2 separate regions of the Sus scrofa genome follow, and region 2 is linked to region 1. Evidence: chromatin contacts called from public Hi-C data. All regions are on one chromosome and are shown on one strand. The core of a region is the stretch at or near the end of the contact, and the rest is flanking DNA. Distances in the headings are between cores, read along the strand shown.

Region 1 (5,700 bases), core at 2,030-4,529:
GAACCTTGGACTCCCCCAAAGAGATTCTGATTCAATAAATTGGGATTTTTGACAGCTTATAGGGCATGCCAACATGGAGGTCATCAGACCACCCTCTGGGAAACTCTGTGCTTCAGTCATTCAATTAAAATCACAGCATCCTCTATATCCTCAAACCATCTCATATTTTTAACTAAATTTTTGTAGTATTCTTTTTCATATTCTTTTCCATTACAGTTTATTAAAGGATACTGAATGTATTTCCCTGCACTATAGGGACCTTGTAGGACCTTGTGGTATCCATTCTGTATAAAGTGGTCTGCATCTGCTAGCCCCAAACTCCCAGTCCATCCCTCTCCAATCCCTAACTTAATTTTTTATTCATTGTGTCCATTCCCATCAGCACACCTTTGTAACTCGAAATAAATATATCATTAAAACATATTTTATATCAGTTCCTGAAACACAAGTATATAGCAAGAAAAGATGACAGGCTGTTACCAGGAGCCCCAAAGGCAAAACTGCCTGATTGAAATCCCATCTCTGCTGCACACAGCTGTGTCAGTTTGGACTGGCTTCTTAAAGTCTGTCTCAATATGCCATGTGTCTGAAGAGGCAATAAGAGTAGCCACATCAGAACGCTGTTGTGATGATAAAGTATTAGGTATAAAGCATTTACGACAGTGCCTAGCGTATGGTGAGCACTCACAAAATGTAGTTATTCTTATTTTGAGAAATGAAAAAAAAATAGTATCACTTACTGCAAATAGAAGATAATCACTTGAAGTTCCCACTGTGGCTCAGTGGTTAGGAACCCAACATAGTAACCAAGAGGATACAGACCCCTAGCCTCAATCAGTGGGTTAAGGATGCGGCATTGACACAAGCTGTGATGTAGGTCACAGATGAGGCTCAGATCAGGTGTTGCCGTGGCTGTGGCATAGGCTGGAAGCTGCAGCTCCAATTCAACCCCTGGCTCAGAAACTCCCATATGCCGCAGGTGCCGCCCTAAAAAATAAAATAAATAAATAACCAAAATATATGCATAACTGTGAAAAGTTATTAAAAGGTCATCCATAAACCATCTAAAGTCATCTCTGTATCATCAGTAGTATACATTCCAGAGGCCAAGAAGCATGTCAAGAGGGGCAAATATGGGACAGACCAACTTGGGGGTCATTTTGGTTCTGTCTCGGACCTAGCTTTGCATCTCTTCTGGAGAGCTGCATAAAGTCCTAGGACAAATTTCCTTGGTCCATCTGGAAGTAGCCAGAAGACACCTATCTCCCAGGGATTCGGAGCTGCTCCCAGCTCTGTGGGAAACAGAGCCGCCTCCCAAAGGAGGTTGCTCCACACCTGCTCATTAGGACTCTGTGCTTCTCAAGGCCCGCTTATCTACAGATCTCAGTGTGCCTCAAAACATTCATTAATGCACACACCACCGCCCCGGCAGCCCAGAAGCACAGTCCCCATTTGGCAGATGGGAAAATTGATAGAAAGATCTATTAAGTGATGGCACTTGTAAGTGACGGAGTGATTAAGTGCCTGTTGAGCCAACAAGGAGCTGTGGCAAGAAGGGAAGTGATGACTCTTAAAGATCCAGGCCTGCAGGGCCTCCCTGCAAATTGAGGAGGGAGGTACACACGGCAGAAACCTGTATGGCTCTTTCTGTTTTCCCCGTGACAGGATGGGAACAGGACAGGGTCTCTGGAGAGCAATGCAAGGTCACGATGTAGATATTTCATAAAGTTCTGCTGAATCAAGGGGTGGAGAGGATTTTTTTAAAGGAGTCCAAAGATTCCTTCTCATCCAATTCCTCACCAAAGGAGTGACTACAGACTCAGCAGGGTGCAGAGGCAAGGGTGGATTAGGCTGAGAGATTTATGACGCAGAATGACGAAGAGGTATGTGGGCAATAACTGGAAAGGAGGCCAAGAGCGTGGCAAGCCTCAGAGCCAGGGAGTAAGATGAAGGCTGAGATACAGGAGCTACAGACGAGGTTCAAAACTCATGCTGGGAAGATGTCTAAATAATCTTCGGGAGTTCCCATTGTGGCTCAGTGGCTTAAGAACCCGACTTAGTGTCCCTGAGGATACAGGTTTGATCCCTGGCCTCGCTCAGTGGGTTGAATTGCCACAAGCTGCCGTGTAGATTGTGGATGTGATCCGGACCCAGCGTTGCTGTGGCTGTAGCATAGGCTGGCAGCTGCAGCTCCCATTCAACCCCTAGCCTGGGAACTTCCACATGCTGCAAATGTGGCTGTTAGAAAAAAAAAAAGAATCTTCAAAATGCTCATTTCAGGAGTATGTCCAAAGAAAGTCATAGGACAATTACTTGAAGATTTTTATAAAGATACCTTTAAGTACATTTTCTGCAACAGTATAATTTGTATTAACAAAAATTATAAAAATCTAAATATTCAAAATTCAGAAATCACCTTAAAGAGGTTATGGTACATCCACACTATGAAGCCATTAAAAATATATTTAAGGATGTTTAATTATATGAAGAAAAGATAATCATAAATAAGTGCAATTTCAGCAAAGATAGTAAACATATTCATAAAGATATCAAAGGAAACAATTCTATGCTGAGGGAAAAATCAGGAAGAAATACTACAAAAGTATGAGGATAATCTGGGTGGTGGAATTAGGTTGAATTTTGTACATGCACTTCTGTATTTACTGAAATTTAAATAATACATTATGTATCTTGTGATTTTAAGATGTTAATTTTTTTTAACTTTTTCTGTGAATGTTTTGGGACTTTATTTTGGAACTTGCTCCCCTGGGAGACAGCTCTGCATTTCTAAAATAGATCCAAAGACTTCAAGACTTACCCGGTATCTGTTGGCTGTATACTTCAATGGCTCCAAATGGCCAAGGGGCTCCCAGCCCTCAGCATTTGTGAAAGGCATATGACAGGACATGAGAATGAGCCCTGGAGTCGAGAGATCCTGCCAGAAGTCCCAGATGAGCTGCTTACCCATTCCATGGTCTTCAGCAAAACACTTTCCCTCGATTCCCCGTCTACAATGGGGATAACTGTGTGCTGACACCTCACAGCAGCGTAGTCCGTGAATGACATGCTCACAGGGACATAGTCATCCCAATGGAGATGTAATAAATAGCATCCTAGACCGGACACAAAGAATGACCTCAGAGTCCACCCTTGGTGAGCTCTGCCCATCCGCGTGTACCCTCTCCCTCTATCAGCCACCTGCTGAGAACAAGTGTTCACCGTCTGACCTCAGAGTCATGTTCAGCTCCTGGAGGACATGTTGAATCATTCCAGAATGACTAAACCAGGAGAGGAATCCTTGGAAATGTATAAGCACCCACATTCACCATGGTGACTCTCAGTGAGTCATGGTGTCTTAATTTAGCTGCAACATCCATCCCGAACTCAGCAGGCTTAACAGGAGGAAGCCGTCGGTAGCAGGTAGTGAAGTATCCTGGTGACTTTGAAGAACATTACCCGTATTCAGCTGTGAATACACATATGTGCAGAACCAGGAACTTCATCTTCCTGTGGACCCATCCTTTGAGGAGTTCCACTCGCTTTAACCTTTCCTATGGCTTGGCTTCTTCTCATAAAGTGGCCAGTGCATTTCTAAAGTCATAGAATACACATAGAATGTCTCAGTGTTGCCTGATCACCTATGCACCTCAAAGTCTCTAGGCTAACAGTTCCTAAAAAGCAACAGTGGGACACTAGCTTAAAGAATGATAATTACAAGAAAAACTGTCCTCAAGTCACTTTGGAAAAACACACTTTTTTTTTTTTTGGCCGCCCTGCAGCACATGGAGCTCCCAGACCAGGGATTAGATCCAAGCCACAGCCTCAGAACCAAGGCAAGACTGTGGCAACGGCAGATCCTTAACCCACTGTGCTGGGCCAGGATTGAATCTGAGTCCCAGTGAAACTGACAGCATTAACGGCCTGAACCCAGCCTAAACCCGGAATGGGACTTGAACCTAAGGTTTTAAATTAGAATCACTCACCCTGTGTCTGGACTCACTGAGGTTCAGGTTCTTCATGTCTCCACACAGAAGGAATTCAGTAAGAGACAAAGTGATAGGCAAGAAATAGATTTATTAGGATAGGACGCTTGTGAGAGATGCAAGTGGGTAGGCACAGAAGTTCTGCCCTGAGGATCTGGTGGGCTACAGTTTTATCCTCCAAGAAGAGTGGGGGTTGGAAAAGACCTCCTCTTCCTTTCTGGGAGTACTAGTCCTCCTTAGTATCCGGTAAGGTGTGTATTCAAATCTGCAAAAGGGTGGTCCTCAAACTCTTGCCCTTGGTCTGAATATGAATGCACGCCTCAGTCCATCCCTCACCAACGACCTGGGGCAATTCTCAAGACTCCACTAATGAAGCAAGCTTTTTTTGAGCAATTTATTTACTTAAAGTGATCTCCCAATGGCTTTTTTTGAGCAATTTATTTACTTAAAGTGATCTCCCAAAGTACCCTAAGTTATCTGTGGTCCTTTATTGGGACTTCTAAAACTACCTGTGTCTACTCCATCCCTATCACCAGCACTCCCAAGATGCTGCCGATCCCATTGCTCCACAACAGGAACTCCTGGAAAACATAACTTTAACAGGTAACATACAATTATAAATCTCCTAGAACCATGAATCCTTTTTTCATGACCAATCACACGGGGCTGTTGATCCAGGGAACACTTTTTGGTCAACATGGCTTTGAAGCAAACTAGCTTTGTCTTCTGAAAGACAAATAACCTCACCAGTAGCCTCCAACCTGCTAGAAAGAAAGGAGAGACTGGACGCTGGCAATGGAAAGAAGACTAAAACGTAACTGGATCACACCACATCACTCCCTCTCTCAAATATTGTCCATGGCTCCCCACTGCCTGAAATTCACTGTCTCAGGCATGGCATTCAGGGCTCTTCACCTTTTAACCCCAAACCACCTCCCAGCCTTAATTCCCACAGCTACACATTTTCCTATACTCCATTTAGATTCAGGTAGAATTAAATTTCTAACTGTTCTGACAGCCAGCACCTCTTCATGAAGAGTCTCCTTTCATTGACAGCTTTGAATGATCTGGGTTCAACTTTATTAAAGGAATTGGAAACTTTTTCAACTGAACCACAGACTGAAACCGAGCAGGATCCTGGGGAACTCCTGGGCACAAAGGCCTTTAGTCCCCCATTCTTGCTTTTAGGACATAGGCCTCTTTCAGCCTCCATGACCCTCCCTGAGTTCCAAAGGATAGATTCAGTTGCTGATGAGGGAAGGGCAGGGATGTGGAGACCAGGAAGGAGCAGTTGAGAGATAACAGTGCAGCCTCGGGGCAGGGTCCTGCTTCCTCCTCAAGGAATATGCGTAACAATAAGGAATATACAGAACAATATCTATGAGTTCTTCTGCAGAACCAAACCCTCCACAGGAAAGATGTTAACTACTAGATAAAGGATTCTTCCTTCTAGAAAGGAGAACCACCTTCTGAGGCAGCTAAGCACCAGCTTTGAAGAATACAAACTTGCATCTATCCCGATCCTTATCCCCGAGCCCTATTTTTCACTCCCCAAATATAAAACCACCTCCCATGCTTTCCCATAAAGGGACACAGGTTTTAGAGCATTAGCCTTCTATAGCCTCCTTTGCCTGGCAAAGCAATAAACGCTACTTTTTTCTCCTTTGCCCAAAATTCTGTCTCCAAGTTTCGATTTGGCACCAGTGAACAGAGGCTG
Region 2 (5,700 bases), core at 1,747-4,246, 510 kb after region 1:
TCTATCTTCGGTTTGCACCCATGTGAAAAGGAGTTGATCACATCTATCTCACAGCATTGTTGTAAGGACAAATTAAATCCTATAGTTTTGTCAAACTTGTCTGATCTTAAGAATCAGTTGAAATACCAAAATACAGATTTAATGGATACTACGTCAGACCTATTGAATCAGAGTCTCTAGTGGACATGCTGAGGAAACTATTCTTATGAAGCACCCCAAATAATTCAACTATGAAGACACCGAGATAAGCACATCCCTCACAAAATTCCGATGTTTACCCTAACTCCCAGGTGATGATATATGGAGATGGGGCCTTTGGGAGATGATTAGATTTAAATGAGGTCATGACTTGGAGCCCTCGTGATGGGATTAGTGTCATTAGAAGAGGAAGAGATACCAGGGCTTGCTCTCTCTGCACCACGTAAAGATACAGCTCAGGTGGCCATCTGCAAACCAGGAAGAGAGCCCTCCAGTGTCCAGTCATCCCAGCATCATGATCTCGAACTTCCAGTCTCCAAAACTGTTAGAACTAAATTTCTGTTGCTTAAGCCACCAGTCTATGGTATTTTTTAACAGCAGCCTGAACTGACTAATACACAATGTATGAGGATTAATATAATCCAGGAAAAATGTAAAGTGTCTATGACGTGGTAGCCATCCTCATAATACGAATGCAAAATTCGCATTACTCCAATGAAACTTTACACTTGCAGAGAGGTAGGGAAAACTTCCTTCTGTAATTCTGAGGTATCAAGGGCAACATTCAGATCAAGAGGCAAAGAGAATGGCTGGAGAAGAAAAATAGAGTAAAGGCACTGTTCCCTATTTCTCCTGCTAACTACAGCTAAGGACATAATTTACAAGACAAATCTCACAACAAAGAATTATCTGGCCCGAAATGCCAATGGTGCAGTGGTGAAGAAACCCTGATTTAAACTCACCCCCTTCTGGAGCCTTCCCAAAATAACCGTGATTATTTTGTTCTCTGTCCCTCTGGTCTCAAAGAAAGTTTATTTATTCATTTATTTATTTATTTTGTCTTTTTGCCTTTTCTAGGCCACTCCCTCGGCATATGGAGGTTCCCAGGCTAGGGGTCCAATCGGAGCTGTAGCTGCCGGCGTACTCCAGAGCCACAGCAACTCGGGATCCAAGCCGAGTCTGCAACCTACACCGCAGCTCAGGCAACGCCAGATCCTTAACCCACTAAGCAAGGCCAGGGATCGAACCCGCAACCTCATGGTTCCTAGTCGGATTCGTTAAGCTCTGAGCCACAATGGGAATTCCTCAAAGAAAGTTTAAAGCAAGGTTATACACCCCCTGAGTTTTTCCCTAGCAGGTTATGTTGCCTACCCTAACAAGCCTTTGTCAGTTAGTGCTGTTTTAACAAAATACCACAGACACAGTAACTTATACACAATAGAAACATTTCTCAGTTCTGGAGAGTGGGTCCAAGGTCAAGGCACCAGCACAGTCACCCACAGACACAGTAACTTATACACAATAGAAACATTTCTCAGTTCTGGAGAGTGGGTCCAAGGTCAAAGCACCAGCACAGTCACGTTCTGATGAAGGCCCTCTTCCTGTGGTTCATGGCCAGGGCCTTCTAGTTCTAGCTCTGTGTTGTCAAATGGTAAAAGGCACAAGGGAGCAGCTCTCCAGGAGACCTCCATCCTCAAGATTTAAGCACTTCCCACATCCGCTCCCTCCTAATACCATCACCCTGGCATTCGGAATTCAACATATGGATGGGGCGGTGGGGAGTGGAGATAGGATAGAAACATTCATAAGATTCTCTCTAGATGGGGCCAATTATTAGGTAAAAATAAAAATATTTCTCTGTTCCCTCCTCTCATCTTTTTGTACAGAAAGTAATAAGCACAGATCAAATAATTTAAATACTGATACTCCTTTAAATTCTTAGGGGCCTACACAAGTTCCACCAGAGCTGTATCTTCTTTTTCAATACGCAAGGTTACATCTTTCTGAAGCCTTCTCTTATCCATACAAGCAACTGCTTGTTCTCTCCCTCATGCTACCACTATCCCTATCTCTCTCTCTCTTTCTCTCCCTCTCACACACAAACTTGTATTATAAAACTCACCACAATTATTTGCTCACATGTCTGCCACTCTTTCGCCCTGGAAGCAACTTAAAACTAGAATTCTGACATATTCTACTCAACATAAAACAGCTCCTCACACAAAAATAGGCAATCAAATAAAGATTTGGGAGAGTTACAGAATAAAAGAAACCGTCATTGCTGGGTCCCCTACAGTATGTTATAAACTGGTGCCCTAGGCTTTCTTCCATTCTCATTATCATTAATCCTACCACCGTTTATAGAAAAGGAAACTGATGCCCAGAGTTTAATTAAAGATCTTCCCAAGGCCCTGCTTAGAAAGCTAGCTCAAACTACATTTACTTCGATCAAGAATTCATGGTCTCACACTACTATATATAAAATAAACAACAAGGTCCTACTGTATAGCACAGGGAACTTTATTCAGTATCTCAATAACCTATAACCGAAAAATCTGAAAAAGTATATGCATAACTGACCACTTTGCTGTACACCAGAAACTAACGCCACACTGTAAATCACCTATACTTCAATAAAAATAAAAAAAGAATTCGTGATCTTTGCCCCTACGTACTGAGAACCCAAGGATGTAGAGACGGCGTCTTGGAGAGGGAGGTAAACGGCCCCTACCTCATTCCTGTGGCGTAAACAGATCTAGGACCATAACCCAGGTCCACAAACCACAGCTCAGGGCACCCGCGGAGCGCCCGAGAGGGAGACGACACCCCCCATCACCCTCCCCATCGCCATCCCCCGCTCCAGCCGTACCTGGCTCCCCGATGTACCTCTGCCTGGCTGCGCCCTGACTTCGCACCCCGAACCCCAACTCCTTCCTTAACTCCCTTACCCTGTCGCTGAAACAGCGAGCGCGGGCTCAGGCGTCATCAGTCGTCGACGGCGAGTGGTCACATGATGCCCCGCCCCACTCTCCGCCCCTTTGTCATGTGACTGCCCAGGGAGCCAGGGGCGGAAGCCGGGGTCCAGCCGGCTCTGGAGCCAGGGCGGGGGACTGAAGAGGACCCCTGCGGAGGCAAAGAGGTGGGGGCCGGGGTGCTGACTCCGCGCTAGACCGCCGGCCTTGCGCGTGCGCCCTGGAGCGGCCCGGGGGACAGGTGAGTCGGGGCGGGGTGCGCGCGCCTCCTCCTTTCACGTTCCCCGCCGCCCCGGGGCTGGGCCGCTCTGGCCAGGGGTGCTTCTGCGGCGTGGGGTGGGGTCTGGATGGGACAGCCTGGCCTGGAGGAATGAGGGTTTTACTGGGGCTGCGGCTGCGGCTGCGGCTGCAATCCAGGCTCTGCATCTCCACTCAGGTGGAAGCAATTTTTCACGCGCTTTGGCGCTTTAGAAAGTGATGTTCAGCTACTTGGCCAGCATCGTGTCCTTCCAAGTTCCTGGGAGCAGTGGTGTATGGACGTCGATATTTCTCCACTTACACTCAAGAAAATCGAGTGGTTGGTGCGGGCTTTTACAATCTGACGGACCTGGCTTTGAATTCTATTTCTGTCATGGACTGTGAGTTTGGGCAAATCATTGCTCCTCTTTTGCACCTTAATTCCCTTACCTATGACATATCAAAGTCCTTTTCATTTCGAGAAATAGTTCCGAAGGTCCTGATTTGTCTGTGGTCATTAACGAACTCCCCCGTTAACGGGAGCGACAGGCGCGGCGGCGGGGGCCGGGGGTTTAACCGAGCGGATAATGGATCCTTGTCTCCTGATTCCAAGTGTGTGGAACTTCCCTACACCATAGGTGAAACGGGGTTGGAGGCGAGGAGGGAGAGGCTTTACTGCCTCTGCCCACAACAAACACCTTATGGTTTTTCTTATTTATCGGGATTCATGAATCAGGCCAGAGTGATTAGGATCATTTTAGAACTTTTCTGGAAGAGATGTGCTGTTCCTTTTTAACCTGATCAAGGGCCACTGTAGTTTGTACCTACTAATAGATCGATGGAAACCAGTGCTTCCTTCTTTATGGAACTGAGATTTTATGAGAGGATAAAAATAGGTCTTCTTTTGTCCTCTAATAAAGATTTTCTTGGAGTTCCCATCGTGGCGCAGTGGTTAACGGAGACGACTAGGATCCGAGAGGATGAGGGTTCGATCCCTGGCCTTGCTCAGTGGGTTAAGGATCTGGCGTTGCCGTGTGGTGTAGGTCGCAGACTCAGATCCCGCGTTGCTGTGGCGTAGGCTGGCGGCTATAGCTCTGATTAGACCCCTAGCCTGGGAATCTCCATATGCTGTGAGTGTAGCCTTAGAAAAGACTTTTTTTTTTTTGTCCTCGGCTAAAGAGTGGTTCCTCCCAGGGTAATTTAATTTTCAGAATTCAACTCCTTACTCATTTGGTAATTGTTATGATGCTGTCATGCTTCATTCTTGAAAGTCTGTTGCCTTTTGACTAGAATTACTTTCCAAATTAAAATCATAATTCCATACCAAATTCTTGAAAATGAAGTTATGACCACTTTTCTAGATGCCTAATTTTCCTAGGAAATTGAGTGGGATCTCTGGTTTCATTTCATGCCAAATAATAGGACAGCCTATATTGAGGAAACTGGTCTTGATGAATTGTCTTCATCCCTAGCACTGGGAAAACCTCTGAAATGAAGATTTGATATAGTTTCTTCTACCATGTTTATTTGCACCTTATTCTAGAGTGATTTTTTTTTTCATCTCAGCTAAGTCCTAACACCTTCTATAAAACCATTTGCCTTTGAAATCACTGCAGCATTATTAGGCATCTTTAAGGGTGCTTCTTAGATTCTGTTCTTTTCTTTTTTTAAAAGGACCACACCTGCAGCATATAGAAATTCCCAGGCCAGGGGTCAATTAGAATCCAAGCCGCATCTGCGACCTATACCACAGCTCATGCTCATTATCGCTGAGCCACAATGGGAATGCCAGATCCTGGACTTTAGGACCAGTTTTTCAGCCAACCGTGGGGCTATTTACCAAAGACTTTAGCTAACTAATATTTTGTTAGCTGTTTGAAGTGTAACTCTTGGTTAAGAATTTACAGATTAAAACAAGAGACACACAGGAGTTCCCGTCAGGCACAGTGGAAATGAATCCGACTAGGAACTGTGAGGTTGTGGGTTCGATTCCTGGGCTCGCTCAGGGGGTTGAGGATCCGGTGTTGCCGTGAGCTGTGGGGTAGGTCACAAAGGCGGCTCTGATCTGGCGTTGCTGTGGCTCTGGCATAAGCCAGCAGCTGTAGCTCTGTTTCAACCCCTAGCCTGGGAACTTCCATATGGTGAACAGGTGCGGCCCTAAAAAGACAAAAATAAATAAATTAAAAAAAAAAAATGAGGAGTTCCCGTCGTGGTGCAGTGGTTGATGAATCCGACTAGGAACTATGAGGTTGCAGGTTCGATCCCTGGCCTTGCTCAGTGGGTTAAGGATCCGGCGTTGCCATGAGCTGTGGTGTTGCTTGCAGACGTGGCTCAGATCCCATGTTGCTATGGCTCTGGTGTAGGCTGTCAGCTACAGCTCCGATTCGACCCCTAGCCCGGGAACTCCGTATGCCACGGGAGCGGCCCAAGAAATGGCAAAAGACCAGAAAAAAAAAAAAAAATGAGACACACAAAAGCCTTGCCTTATGCCATTATCCTAGGCCTAAGACTC

What was found. A called contact is a pair of places that touch in the nucleus more often than the background predicts.
Region 2: a contact with region 1 is called in a Hi-C map of fibroblasts, with 2.4 times the contacts expected there. The contact joins the promoter of WASHC5 here to the enhancer-like site in region 1. A contact is called at or near these places in 2 of 5 promoter capture datasets (fetal liver and liver), 2 of 47 Hi-C or Micro-C datasets (alveolar macrophages and fibroblasts) and 1 of 2 datasets of contacts at active chromatin or transcription factors (alveolar macrophages).

The regions. Positions count from the first base shown.
Region 1 is chr4:14,081,877-14,087,576 of Sscrofa11.1, forward strand. The region is part of intron 8 of LOC102165543 (a long non-coding RNA gene); the gene reads left to right. Among named protein-coding and RNA genes, the nearest start is that of TRIB1, 210 kb to the right of the region's middle. Within about 2 kb of position 3,280, at least 10 of the 83 cell types and tissues checked have an H3K27ac peak or open chromatin away from gene starts, as enhancers often do. A contact at or near this core is called in alveolar macrophages, where this site is marked.
Region 2 is chr4:14,595,137-14,600,836 of Sscrofa11.1, forward strand. WASHC5 (WASH complex subunit 5) reads left to right here and starts at 2,997. Exons shown (of 29, transcript XM_021088931.1): 1 at 2,997-3,192. NSMCE2 (E3 SUMO-protein ligase NSE2) reads right to left here and starts at 3,056. Exons shown (of 7, transcript XM_021088938.1): 1 at 2,928-3,056.